4 separate regions of the Mus musculus genome follow, and regions 1, 3 and 4 are each linked to region 2. The links are chromatin contacts, called in public HiChIP or PLAC-seq and promoter capture Hi-C maps. All regions are on one chromosome and are shown on one strand. Each heading gives the region's core, a stretch centred on a gene start, on an enhancer-like site or on the middle of the called end of the contact. The rest is flanking DNA. Distances are from core to core; before and after follow the strand shown. Region 1 holds the start of Lpar3 (lysophosphatidic acid receptor 3). Region 2 holds the start of Lmo4 (LIM domain only 4). Region 3 holds the start of Ctbs (chitobiase). Region 4 holds the start of Spata1 (spermatogenesis associated 1).

What was found. Promoter capture Hi-C pulls out the DNA fragments that hold promoters and counts their contacts. HiChIP or PLAC-seq counts read pairs in DNA pulled down with a chosen protein or histone mark.
Region 1: a contact with region 2 is called in an H3K27ac HiChIP or PLAC-seq map of bone marrow-derived dendritic cells, with 9 times the contacts expected there. The contact joins the promoter of Lpar3 here to the promoter of Lmo4 in region 2. A contact is called at or near these places in 1 of 39 promoter capture datasets (liver) and 1 of 115 datasets of contacts at active chromatin or transcription factors (bone marrow-derived dendritic cells).
Region 3: a contact with region 2 is called in a promoter capture Hi-C map of liver, with 5 times the contacts expected there. The contact joins the promoter of Ctbs here to the promoter of Lmo4 in region 2.
Region 4: a contact with region 2 is called in a promoter capture Hi-C map of pre-B cells, with 2.7 times the contacts expected there. The contact joins the promoter of Spata1 here to the promoter of Lmo4 in region 2. A contact is called at or near these places in 2 of 39 promoter capture datasets (liver and pre-B cells) and 1 of 9 other capture datasets (liver).

The regions. Positions count from the first base shown.
Region 1 is chr3:146,219,536-146,222,235 of GRCm38.p6, forward strand. Lpar3 (lysophosphatidic acid receptor 3) reads left to right here and starts at 1,426. Exons shown (of 3, transcript NM_022983.4): 1 at 1,426-1,612.
Region 2 is chr3:144,203,950-144,206,649 of GRCm38.p6, forward strand. Lmo4 (LIM domain only 4) reads right to left here and starts at 1,306. Exons shown (of 5, transcript NM_010723.3): 1 at 871-1,306.
Region 3 is chr3:146,449,100-146,451,799 of GRCm38.p6, forward strand. Ctbs (chitobiase) reads left to right here and starts at 1,368. Exons shown (of 7, transcript NM_001293672.1): 1 at 1,368-1,531. The coding sequence starts at 1,403.
Region 4 is chr3:146,498,350-146,501,049 of GRCm38.p6, forward strand. Spata1 (spermatogenesis associated 1) reads right to left here and starts at 1,444. Exons shown (of 15, transcript NM_001316756.2): 1 at 1,306-1,444. It overlaps Gng5 (guanine nucleotide binding protein (G protein), gamma 5), which reads left to right and starts at 1,487. Exons shown (of 3, transcript NM_010318.2): 1 at 1,487-1,671. The coding sequence starts at 1,591.

The DNA of each region.
Region 1 (2,700 bases), core at 176-2,675, 2.0 Mb after region 2:
CAACACCAAGACACGTGGGGTGCAGCAGGGGCACAGCTCCTTCAAGGCTGCAGTCTGAAACCCCCTCTACCTTTGCGAAACAAGGCTGTGACTCCTTGCTTTCCCAGAAATATAAGAGCACAAGGAGGCTGTTTGGTGAGTGTTTGTTTAAAAGGTTCTGAGTGACTCTCCAGCCAGTAGTCATCTTCGAGCTTGCCGTTTGAAGTACTGGTTTTCATTTGTTTTTACTAAGTGGTACTAATTTTAATTTGGTTTTACTTATAAAAATATCTGGAAAAGAAGTGGGACACCCCTGACCCAACAAGGGTTGAAAGAAGATAATCCTTAAATTTCATCTTAAGAGTCTGCGTGCATGTGTGTGTGCTTGTGTGTGTGTGTGTGTGTGTGTGCGCGCGCGCGCGCGCGGAACCCAGAAGTTAACTTCCGGTGTCTTCCTCAATTTCTTAACACCTGGTTTCTAGCAGAGCTTGGAGCTCATCCGTGGGCTAGACAGGCTGACCAGCAAAACCCAAGGATCGTCCTGTTTCCACCTTTCCAGCACAGGGCTTGTGGGTGGGTGAGGCAAGATGACTCGACTGAGGATCAAATTCAATCTGAGCTTATGCACTTGACCAACTAAGCCATCGGTGGTACAGAGATGGGTCCCATTGAATGCACATGATTGAACGGATGGTGAAGTACGTCCGAACCCACACTCTAGACGTTTCCCAAGTGCCCCGGGCTGCCTAAGAATGACTTCACTTCACAGGATCTTGTCCTCAGCTTACCTTCTAGCATGCAGGGACCCAGAATTTGGTTTTTAGGGCAGAGAAGCCTTTTACTCTTGCTTTCCTTTCCCCGGCCTTAAGCAAAGGTGGGTCAGTTTTGAAACAGCACCTTCAGGACTGTTGACTGCGGGAGGCCAAAATGACTCCCACGAGAAACTTAAGCAGGCTTTGTTCCCTCTTGTAACACAAAGGTGACCTGTTCTTGGCCTCTGGGGTTGCTTGAACTCTAGAGCAGCTTTGGGGTTCAGGCTTTAGGGTATCAGGTTTGGTCCTGGCTGAGAGCCTGCCTCCCGTAAGTAGTGTGGGGGTAGGGATATGCTTCCCAGCAGACACCTCAAATAGGTATCTTCCATCATAGAGAGAGTCAGAGGAATGAGTTTCAGTCTGGGCATCTTTCTGAGGTATGGCTCCCTGTGTAGGGCCTCTAGATGCTACTGTCCCCTTAGGGGACCTTAGGTAGTCTCTCAGAGCTGGCTGCCCCATAGGCACCAGGTCCCCAACCAAGGCAGAGCGCCTCCATGGACCGCTGGCCTTCTGCCGTGCCGATCCGAGCCTGGCCGGCGGGGGGCGCGCTCCCGTGGGAACTTGCAGAGGCACAGGCCGGGCGGGCTGGCGGGCGGGACCGGGCCGCCCTCCACCTCTCCACCCCCTCGTCCTAGCAAAGTTGCCCGGGACTCCCGGCGCGTCGCCGCGGACGCTGGAGAGCAGGCGCTTGGCTCTGCCTGCTCCGCGTCTTCCGCTGCTGGCTGGCCGGAGCCTGCTCGCCCCGTCGCGCTCCCCCGAGGGCATGCGACAGCGGCGGGACGCTCGGCTCCCGGGCTCGGCGGCGCGGGCGAGCGACAGCGGTGAGTGCGGTGCGCAGCGCGGGATGGGAGGTTCCCGGAGCCTCTGCGGGCCGGGGCTTTTTGGGGGGATTCTTTGGTTTCTAATCCATTTCTCCAAACTCCTGGGGCGGAACTTTCCTCGCGGTGTGTGGCGTACCCTGCGCTTTCCCACTTCGTGTTTTCCCTAGAGCAAAAAGCAATGCAGATGCAAAAGCCGGGCTGCTTCGGCTTCGGCTGGGGACTGACGGGCCGGGAGCAGGGGTGCCAGGCTCCATCGCGACGCGCTTTGCAGGGGCGCTTCTTTCCAAACTCTGGGAAGTTATATGGTGATGGGAAACGGGTTCTCCCCGGGATCCCTGGGAGGTGACATTTCCCACCTTGCAGTTAGTTTCACCGGTGTGGTGGTCTGTCTGTTGGTAAAATCTCGAGGCGAGTGCGTGCGTCTCAAGATTTGGGAAATAGTTACCATGACCAGCTCTGAACGCTATCAGGGTTGTGCGGGATGAGCCAAAGGTCTCCCATCTCCCACATCACGGGCCACAATAGTGCTTTGTTTTGTAGCAGTTTCTTCATTGCCTTCTCTGTGCAAGTTGCAGCTATCAGAAGCTGCTTAGAATTTTCTCAGGCTTGTGATTTAAGGACTGGCTGAATCTTGGAAACAATTTAGTTTTATTAATGGGATCATGGGCAGGGCCCTCCAAAGCACTTAGAGGTTAATTTGTAAATGGGATGATTTTCCCTAAATGTTTCATAATTTGCCCCTGCCATTGCACACTTTTCTCCTGCCCAACTCTTGGTCTTGGAATGTCACATTAGGCTCTTCAGGGCTCCTTCTTGTAATTTGTAAGTCTGAGGACAAAGTGAATGTTAGACCTAGACAGACTCCTTTTTGCAAGTGTGTGAAAGTTGAGTGCATGCCCAGCCTTCACTTAATGCCCCTCGATTGAATTGCTAAAGAGAGTTCTTGGGTTTGCTGTCTACCGATATTTGCTTATCCTGCTGCTAGTGAGGTTTGGGTCCAAAGATTTGAATCCAGTGGACAAGTGATTAGAATTTCCCTTCTTGCTCCCACCAGAAGGAACTCCATCAGAACAGCCTCGATACTGTTT
Region 2 (2,700 bases), core at 56-2,555:
AGGACAAGCAATACCTTAATGCTGATTAAATCTAAAAGAGATGAATCAAGAGGACTGACCAGAAAGTGACTCCCCTGATAACTAAGGACGGGCCCTCATCAAGTTTCATTTAGAGTTGGAAAAAAAAAAAAAGAAAGCTTTTAAGTTAAATAGGCTTATACTCTAGTAATTACATAGCCAAGCAATTTAGGTCCTGGGATAGTCAGTGAAATAGAAAGCAGAGCTGGCAGCTAGAGGCAAAATCTGCCCCCCTTTAACAACGTCTCTGGTGTTTTTTAATGGAGACCAAGGGAGGGACAAACGTAGCGCTGGCCATTTGTAGTACAAAAATGGATGCTTAATTCATGTCTTGATTTTAATTAGGTGATTCACCGGATTTCTCCTGGATTGGAACAAAAGACTTATAAGCCAAGAGGAATTCTTTTTAAAAGAATCAGCAATGCCAGCTCCTGGTCACTTAGAGCTTTTCGTTCCCTGTTTCAAACAGTGTTGGGGGGGGGGTCTTGACTATCGCCCCCACCCACGCACACACCACTTCTCATCTGAGCAGCCCCTGCCTTTCCTTTAGGAACTGGAACTGCCCCCAGCCCTCTCCAGGGTCCCCACCAGCCCCGTCTCCAAGAAGAACCCTTTTGTAAGCAAGGAACCGCTACAAAGCTGGCGGCCCGGGGCTGCCCTCCTTGCTAGCTCGCAGGCCGGCCTCCGGTAGTTTCAGACTCACGCATTATCTAAGGCGACGTATTGTTTACTTGCAATTTGGGACGGTCAAGGGAAGGAAGCCAAAGAAAACAGCCCCGGCCCCGATCAGTTCCCCCCTCCCTCTCTCCCTCGTCCCCTCCGGGCCCGCGGCGTCCCCAGCCACCCCCTTACCTGCTTCTCCCCTATATTGCAACACTGCGAGAGGCGGCGGCGGCGGCGAAATGCGAGCGGAGCCGCTCGGCTTCCAGGGCAGGGGCGCTGGGGCTGGCGGAGCTGGAGGGAGGGAGGGAGTTCTCGCAGAAGCAGGAAAGGGGAGGAGGGGGCTAAGGGCTGCTTTTTTTTTTTTTTTTTTTTTTAATCGCGTGGCTCTGGGGCGGGTAGAGGGAGCCCCACGCTAAGTGGCAGGCGGCCCGGCGAAGAAGTGTCAAGTCTCAGCCCGAGGGTCCCGGTCCTCAGCCCCCGGCTGCGCGCGAGCAGCTGCAGGCTCCCTCGGCCGGGCCCGCGCGGCGCAGCAGCAGCCACTGCTGCAATCGCGGCTGCAAGTTTGGCAATGTGGCTTCACTTTGTACGCGCCCCCGCCCCCGCCGCGCCCGCGCTCCTCCTCCTCCGCCGCCGCCTTCCTCCCGCCCGCCCGCCCGCTCGGGGCCGCCGGCGGCTCGGCCGAGCTCCCCCCTCCCGCGACCTGCGGCCCGGGAGCGGCGGTGCAGGCTCGGTCCCGCGGCCGGTACGAGGACGCACGGAGTGGGGAGCTGCGGGCCGGCCGGGAGCGCTGGACCGATCGGCTGCCCCGCTGCTGCTGCCCGGCTCGGAGGAGGCGGCGGCGCGGGCCTCTAGCCGGCTCGCTCGCTCCTTCGGCGGCGCTTACACATGTGTTACTGACAGAGCAGAATCCCAACTACTCCCCGGCTCTGCCGCCGACGTCAGCGACCCTCAGCCACTGGGCGGCCGGATTGTTCAGGCGGAATAATAAAACCTGCCAATCCGGGGAAGGACAAAGGGTGACTGAAACGAGACTCGGGGGGCGGGGAGCGAGGCGGGCGGCTGAGCCGGCCGGGCCCGGGAAGGCGGGGGGGGCCCGGGGTCGGGGCACGAGAAGGGACCCGGGTGGCGCGGGGGACGCGGCCAGCGAGCGCGTGCCCAGGCTCAGGACCACACCTGCCTGCCCAGCGCGCGAGGACGCGTGGAGCCCGCCCCCGCAGGGCCTCGGGGATCGCCTTCCCTGGCTCAGAGAACAGACCCTCGGGAAACTTACTTTCCCAGAAATGGGTCTCTTCCTGTTAGGGTAGAGGATTCATTCTGCCGGAGGGAGGTGCAAAAGCGGGTGTTTTGTTTAATTCTTCGGGTTGCAGATTTCAAAACCTTAAGCAAAGTGGGAAGTAGTTCCTACCTAAGTACTGCCAGCTTAACCCCATCTTGCTCCCATTAACCCCAGTGTAAACTGGAAGGAGGAGGCATTTCATAGATGCTTGTCAGTTGCTGGTGAATGCAAATCACACCCTGGTTTTCAGAGATGAAGGAAACTTTATGGGCAAAGCTTTTTGCTCACCATTCTGCTTCAGTGTAGAGGGTGTGATGCTAGCTCCCTCGTAGCCCCCTAAAGCGATGCGAGCATTTGCCAGACCTGCTGCTAGCTCACGACCCTGAAAAAAGACTAGTCGTTTCTTGTACAAACCAAGATTTGAGGAATGCTAGCTAGCTTCAGAGCCTCTTTCCAGGGCCAGAGCTCAGCCTGGATCCTTGAACATCAAGTTATTCAACTTTACTCTGCCAAATAGGTTTAATAAATCTCCGATCTGAGGTTAATACTAGGGTTGATTATTAATAGTAAGTTCCAGAGAGATTTTTCTGTTGGAAATTATCATGGAAGTGCAAAGCTGTACTGCTAAGTATCATTAACTAAAACCAGTCTTGTGGGAGAAGCTTGGAAGAAAGGAAGTTGAAGAAAAATCAGGCAAAAAATCTACAGTCCTAGCAGCTGTGTGCAGAATTTTGGTTCTTTAA
Region 3 (2,700 bases), core at 118-2,617, 2.2 Mb after region 2:
CATTATGAAGAGGAAGGCCAGCTCAACATCTGCATGCATGCCTGCATCCTGTTTTCTGACTGTGACCGGCTGCTTCAAGACCCTGTTGCCGTGACCTCTTTGCCATAGTAGACTGTACCTTGAACTGTGAGCCAGGAAAAAAAGCTATCTTAGTTACTTCTTAATCACAGCCACAGGAAGAGAAACGAAGACAAGAAAGCAAACCTGGTTTCCAGCCTTTCCAGTCTGCCAGGATTAGAAATATATTAATTTGTTCCCGAGTATCCTTTGCTTTCCGCTCTTCTGAGAGAGCTCAGAGAGATCCTTGCTTTGACAACATTTTGGTTCTGGGAAAAGAATTTACATCATTTAAATTTTTATTGGTGTTTAGGGAGTGTACAATAAATTTAAACTCATATGCTATAATGGGTGTTTTAATTGTCATTATGAGTTTAATGACATTCAATTTCCTTTATAGCCATAAAGAGAATTTTTATTCCTGTTGCTACTTAAACAGAAGAATTCCCCAAAGAAAATGCCCAAATCTTCAAAGTGCGTTCTCCTTCCAGCATTCAGTACACGCTGAGCAGAGCAATCCAGGTCACACCCCCAGGACCTGATGACCCTGTTAGAGCCCCCTTCCCTATTCTCATAGCCAAAGGAAAGGCTTTTCTTGAGGTCATATCTCTCAAGCAAAATCACCGCACAGAGTTTATCTTTAAATTCTCTTTATTTAATGCTGGAAAATCACAATACACACTTAACCAAACATCTGGTAAATTGACAATAATATCACCCGTCCATTTTACATTTTAAAAAATACCCTGTGTAGAGACTTGGAAAAGAATGGTCTCAAACCGATTGAAGTTTAAAAAAAGAAAACAGGAGCTCTTGGAGTTTTACAGTGAACGTACTATTTACTACAAGCCAAGCACTGTGCTGAGCTATATTGGCAGGGGTGGGGTGCGGGGAGCAACGCCAAGCAAGAGATTCAAAATCAATTGTAAGATGAATGAGCAGAAAACGTTCAGACCACACAATCATGAAATGGTGTAGAGTGATGTAGAGTGATGGAGAGAATAAAAGTGGTAGAGTTACCTGCGAGTTACCCGGGTCAAGACTGTTTACCTAGCCCTTCCTAGCACTGGAGTGTAAGGAAGACCCCTGTCACATCTTACATTTACTCATAGGTAGTGCCCCCAGCAGCCGGGGTGGGATCCCAGTCAATTGGCTGCAAGTCCCACTTCTCCACAAAGTCCAGCATCAGCCCCGCCTTCTAGGGCCCACCTACCAAGCAGCAGGCTGGGTCGCTCTCCGTTTAGCATCAGGCCACGCCCCTCAGCAGAGACTCCGCCCCGCCTGCCCATAGGACATCAGGGCCCGCCCTTCAAGAGGCGTCATTCCCGCAGCCTCCACCCCAGGCATGGCGCTGTGTGGCCTCCCGGAATTCACTCTGCTGCTGCTGCCGCTGTTGGCACGGCTCTCGGCCGGGGACTGCCCGTGCTCCGAGGCTGCTCTCTGCCAACCGATCCGCCACCGTCCCGACTTCGAGGTCAGCACTCATTTGCCCGTCGGTCTGATACTCAAGGCTGTAGAAGTTGTGCGCTCACTGAGTAGCCTTAACCACCAGAGTCTTCCTCTTTTTAGATTTCCTTCAGAGGTTGGGCAACTTCCCAGGCCGCAGACTGTGTAATGCTCCTGCCTCATCAGATTCCCGAGGCCAGCTCCTCCCGCTAACCGCTCAGCCACCTGCGGGGAGGGTAGGAGAACCGGTTCTCGGTTTCCAAGGCAATGCACATTTAGTAGGAAAGTGTCCACCTCCAAAAGTACATCCGAAAGCAGGATGTTCTGCTAACCTTTGTACTTGGTACGGATTAGTTCTTTCGTTTATGGACAGTCACCCACCCAGGAAAGCGGCAAAAACAGCTATTTGAGTCCATTTTTCTTTAACCCAGCAGAATGGCGTATAAAGCTTACGGACTTACCACGAAGCATTGGTAAAATCGCGTGACCGAAGTTGATGACAGTGGCTGGACCTGGGGGTCAGCGATGTCAGGGGGTCCAGTCTCAAAAAATTTGTACAAAGAAGGAACAGTTGATGGGTCTTAAACTTATATTTGGTTTTGAGACATAGATATTTAAATGCTTGTGTTTGCATACATTGTTTAGAAAAATAGTGACAGTATTTTTGTAGACTGCCTACTGTGGAAACTGGACATTTTTTAAAAAGAAAAATTTAGGTGCATTAACGTTTCTTTGAGCAAGGGTCACTAGTAGCACTCAGATCATTAAGATCAGAAATTAAAGTTTTGGGAGAGAAAGAATTAGCTGTTTGGCAATGGATAGCTGTTACTTTTAGTTTCTGGTCCGGTGGATCTTTCCTACTGTGGTAGTTTGAATGGGAATGGCCCTCATGGAGTCATGTGTTTACATGCTTGTCCCATAGGAAGTGACACATTAACAGGTGTGGCCTTGTTGGAGGAAGTGTGTCACTGTGGGGATGGGCTTTGAGGTCTCCCATGCTCAAGCTCGGTCTAGAGTGGCTCAGTCTTTGCCCTGCTGCTTAGAACTCTGAGCTCCCTCGCCAGCATCACGGCTGCCTGGATGCTGCCATGATGATAAGGATTAAACCTCGGAACTGTAAGCCAACTCCAATGAAATGTTTTCCTTTATAAGTTTTGCAGTCATGGTGCTAATTCACAGCCAAAGAAGCCCTAAGAC
Region 4 (2,700 bases), core at 194-2,693, 2.3 Mb after region 2:
CAAATTTGTTTATTCCTCAACATTTCCTTAATAATGGGTTCTGTACCATGTAAAATCTTCTTTGAAATGTCTTCCAGCACATTCCATAGTTCTTAAGTATTATTGTAACTAATATAAAGTAGAACTTTAAGTTACACGTTAATCTTAGAAATCTGCATTTTAGCATACATTACAGGTAACAAGGCACAAAGTAAAATATTTGTGTTACATTTTGCATTAATTAATTTATTTTGGAGGCACAAGCCTTTAATCACAATGCTTGGAAGGCTGTGGGTTTCGAGGCCAGCCTGGTCTACATGGAGTTTCAGGCCAGCCAGAACTACAAAGTGAGACCCTGTCTCAAACAATATGGTTTGTTCGTTCACTTTTTAAATTATGTATTAATTAATGTACGTGTGTGAATGCAAACGTTCCCAGACTCCAGTGAGGGTGACAGTAGCCCAGGACTTGGTGCTTTTGAGTTGCCCAGTGTGGGTGGTGGGAAGTGTGACCTTAGGTCCTCTGCACGAGGGCTCAGTTCCCCAGTCCTCTAACTGCCATCTTCCAGCCTCAGTTTTCGTATTCTTTACACATATAATTTCATTTCGTTTCATTTTTTTTTTCCAAGAAATCCAGGGAGCGTTTTAACTTCGGCAGTTTAAACGGCTTGCCCAAGCACACCAGGGCTAAATTCAAACCCAAGTTTCTTAGATGGTCACTGTTAAGGACTGGGTAAAACCCCAAACTGATATTAACTGCTCAGTAACGCGATGTGTTGGCCCAGAGCAAACCATGTCATTTTTCTCAGTATCCCAAAGAAACAGCACTCACGACGAACCTCCTGTTTAGAGATGTTAGGTCTCAACAGGACTAATTTAAATCTTACTAAACTTTTGAGTCCTTCTGAAAACCCCTCTGGGGTTCATCAGTTACAAGCACGAAGTCAGCAATTACAGGGACATCAAAAGAGCAAACGATCCCCGAACGCGAACGCTTTATTTTTTAAAAAAGCACGGGGGACAGATTCCAGAAAGACAGGGCTAACAGGAAGCTGTGCGGGGCGGCTCGCACCTCTCGGCGACAGGCCAGCCTCCGACCGTCCAGGGTCCCGCGGCCCGGGTCCGTTACGGCGCCCTGGGCCCCGGGCTGGGCGAGCTGCGGCCGGCGCCGCCGGTTCACCCGAGGGCGCCTCACACAGGGCTGAGCTGGCGGGACTTGGGACGTGTCACGGACGCCCCGAGGCAGCGCGGCCACGTCCCTCACCCCGCCGTCGGTCGCGGACCTCCCTCCCCGCGCTCCCGAGTCCGCCCCGGGGCGTCCTCTTACCTCGCCCTACCCAGCCCCTCCAGAGGCGGAAGGCGCCGGCCGGGCGTCGGGCCGCACCGCCCCCGTCGCCACCGCGCCCACCGGCCGCTCCGCCCCTTCTCTCTCTCTCGCGCGCGCGGGGGGAGCCCGCGGCCGTCCCGGGGGGAGGGGGAGGGGGCGTCGGCGCGCATGCGCGGCGCGCACAGCCCCGGAAACTTCGACGAAGTTCGGAGCCCCGCCCCCGCCGTCCCGCGACCTGCCGCCCCCTGCCCGGACTGACGAGTCGGCCCGGCTGTCCCGAGCGCCATGTCGGGTTCTTCTAGCGTCGCCGCCATGAAGAAGGTGGTCCAGCAGCTCCGGCTGGAGGCCGGGCTCAACCGCGTGAAGGTGAGCGGGCGTGGGCGGGCGGTGGGCCCCGGGGTTGGGGGGAAGCGCGAGCCGACACGCGGCTCCTCTGGCCGGGCTGTGGGCCGAGGGCGAGGAGGGGGCCCGCCCTTCCGCCGCCCGCCGACTCTCGGCGGCCCCGGCGGGTCTCGCCAGCGACTTCCGTCTCGCACGTCTCACCCAGGCTCACTCCCAGCCCTCGTCCTTTGAACACACACGAGTCCGCCTGGGTAGCTCCGGATGGCGGCCTGATGAGCAACTTTTGTTTGCGGATCGTCCCGGGAGTCTCCGGACTCCACCTTTGTGGGGGTCCAGCCTCGAACAAAGAGGTGTTTGCAGCAGACGCCGCGGCGTGCTCGGCTGACCTTGCTGGGGTGTCTGTTTACCCGAGAAACCGCTGGCCGCTGGCCTGGGAGCTTGCGGTCTGGTTGGGGGGTCGGGTCTTGGGCTGTTGACTTTTAGGGAAAGGCTGTCCTTGTTGGTAGACAGCTAGGCATTCAGACGCTTTGGCTCTAAGGACCGTTTGGTTTATTTTTTTCAACTCCTAAACGGATTTGGCCTCTTTCTGACGTAATAGGTCGGGTTACATGTGAAACACTTCCCGGTGATTATAAAAAGAAACAAGAATATAAGTCGCCTTGCTAGACCCTGCCAGTTTCCAAGGTGATTTGATTTTATATTCAGCAGGCTAGTCCTTATTTCTAACGTGCTTTTGGAGAAGGCTTCTATTTAGCTTTCTTCTCAAGTAGAAATGTCAGAGACTGCTCAACTTCCTTGTGGTAACCATAGGAGGAGGGTAGGGAGACGCCCAATCAGTCTTGGTTTGGACTCTAATCATATTCTCACTTTTCATCCAAGTGACTTAGTCTTGGCCAGATTAGAGCTCTGAAATTTGAAGTGATCTATTGATCATCATCATTCATATATAATAACTGTCATAAAGTAGGCCAGGAAGGAAAAAAATAGTGGGTTGGGGGAGGAAATAAAGACAGGTACGTGTAGTAATTACAGTGGCGGTACTTAACCCTGGTG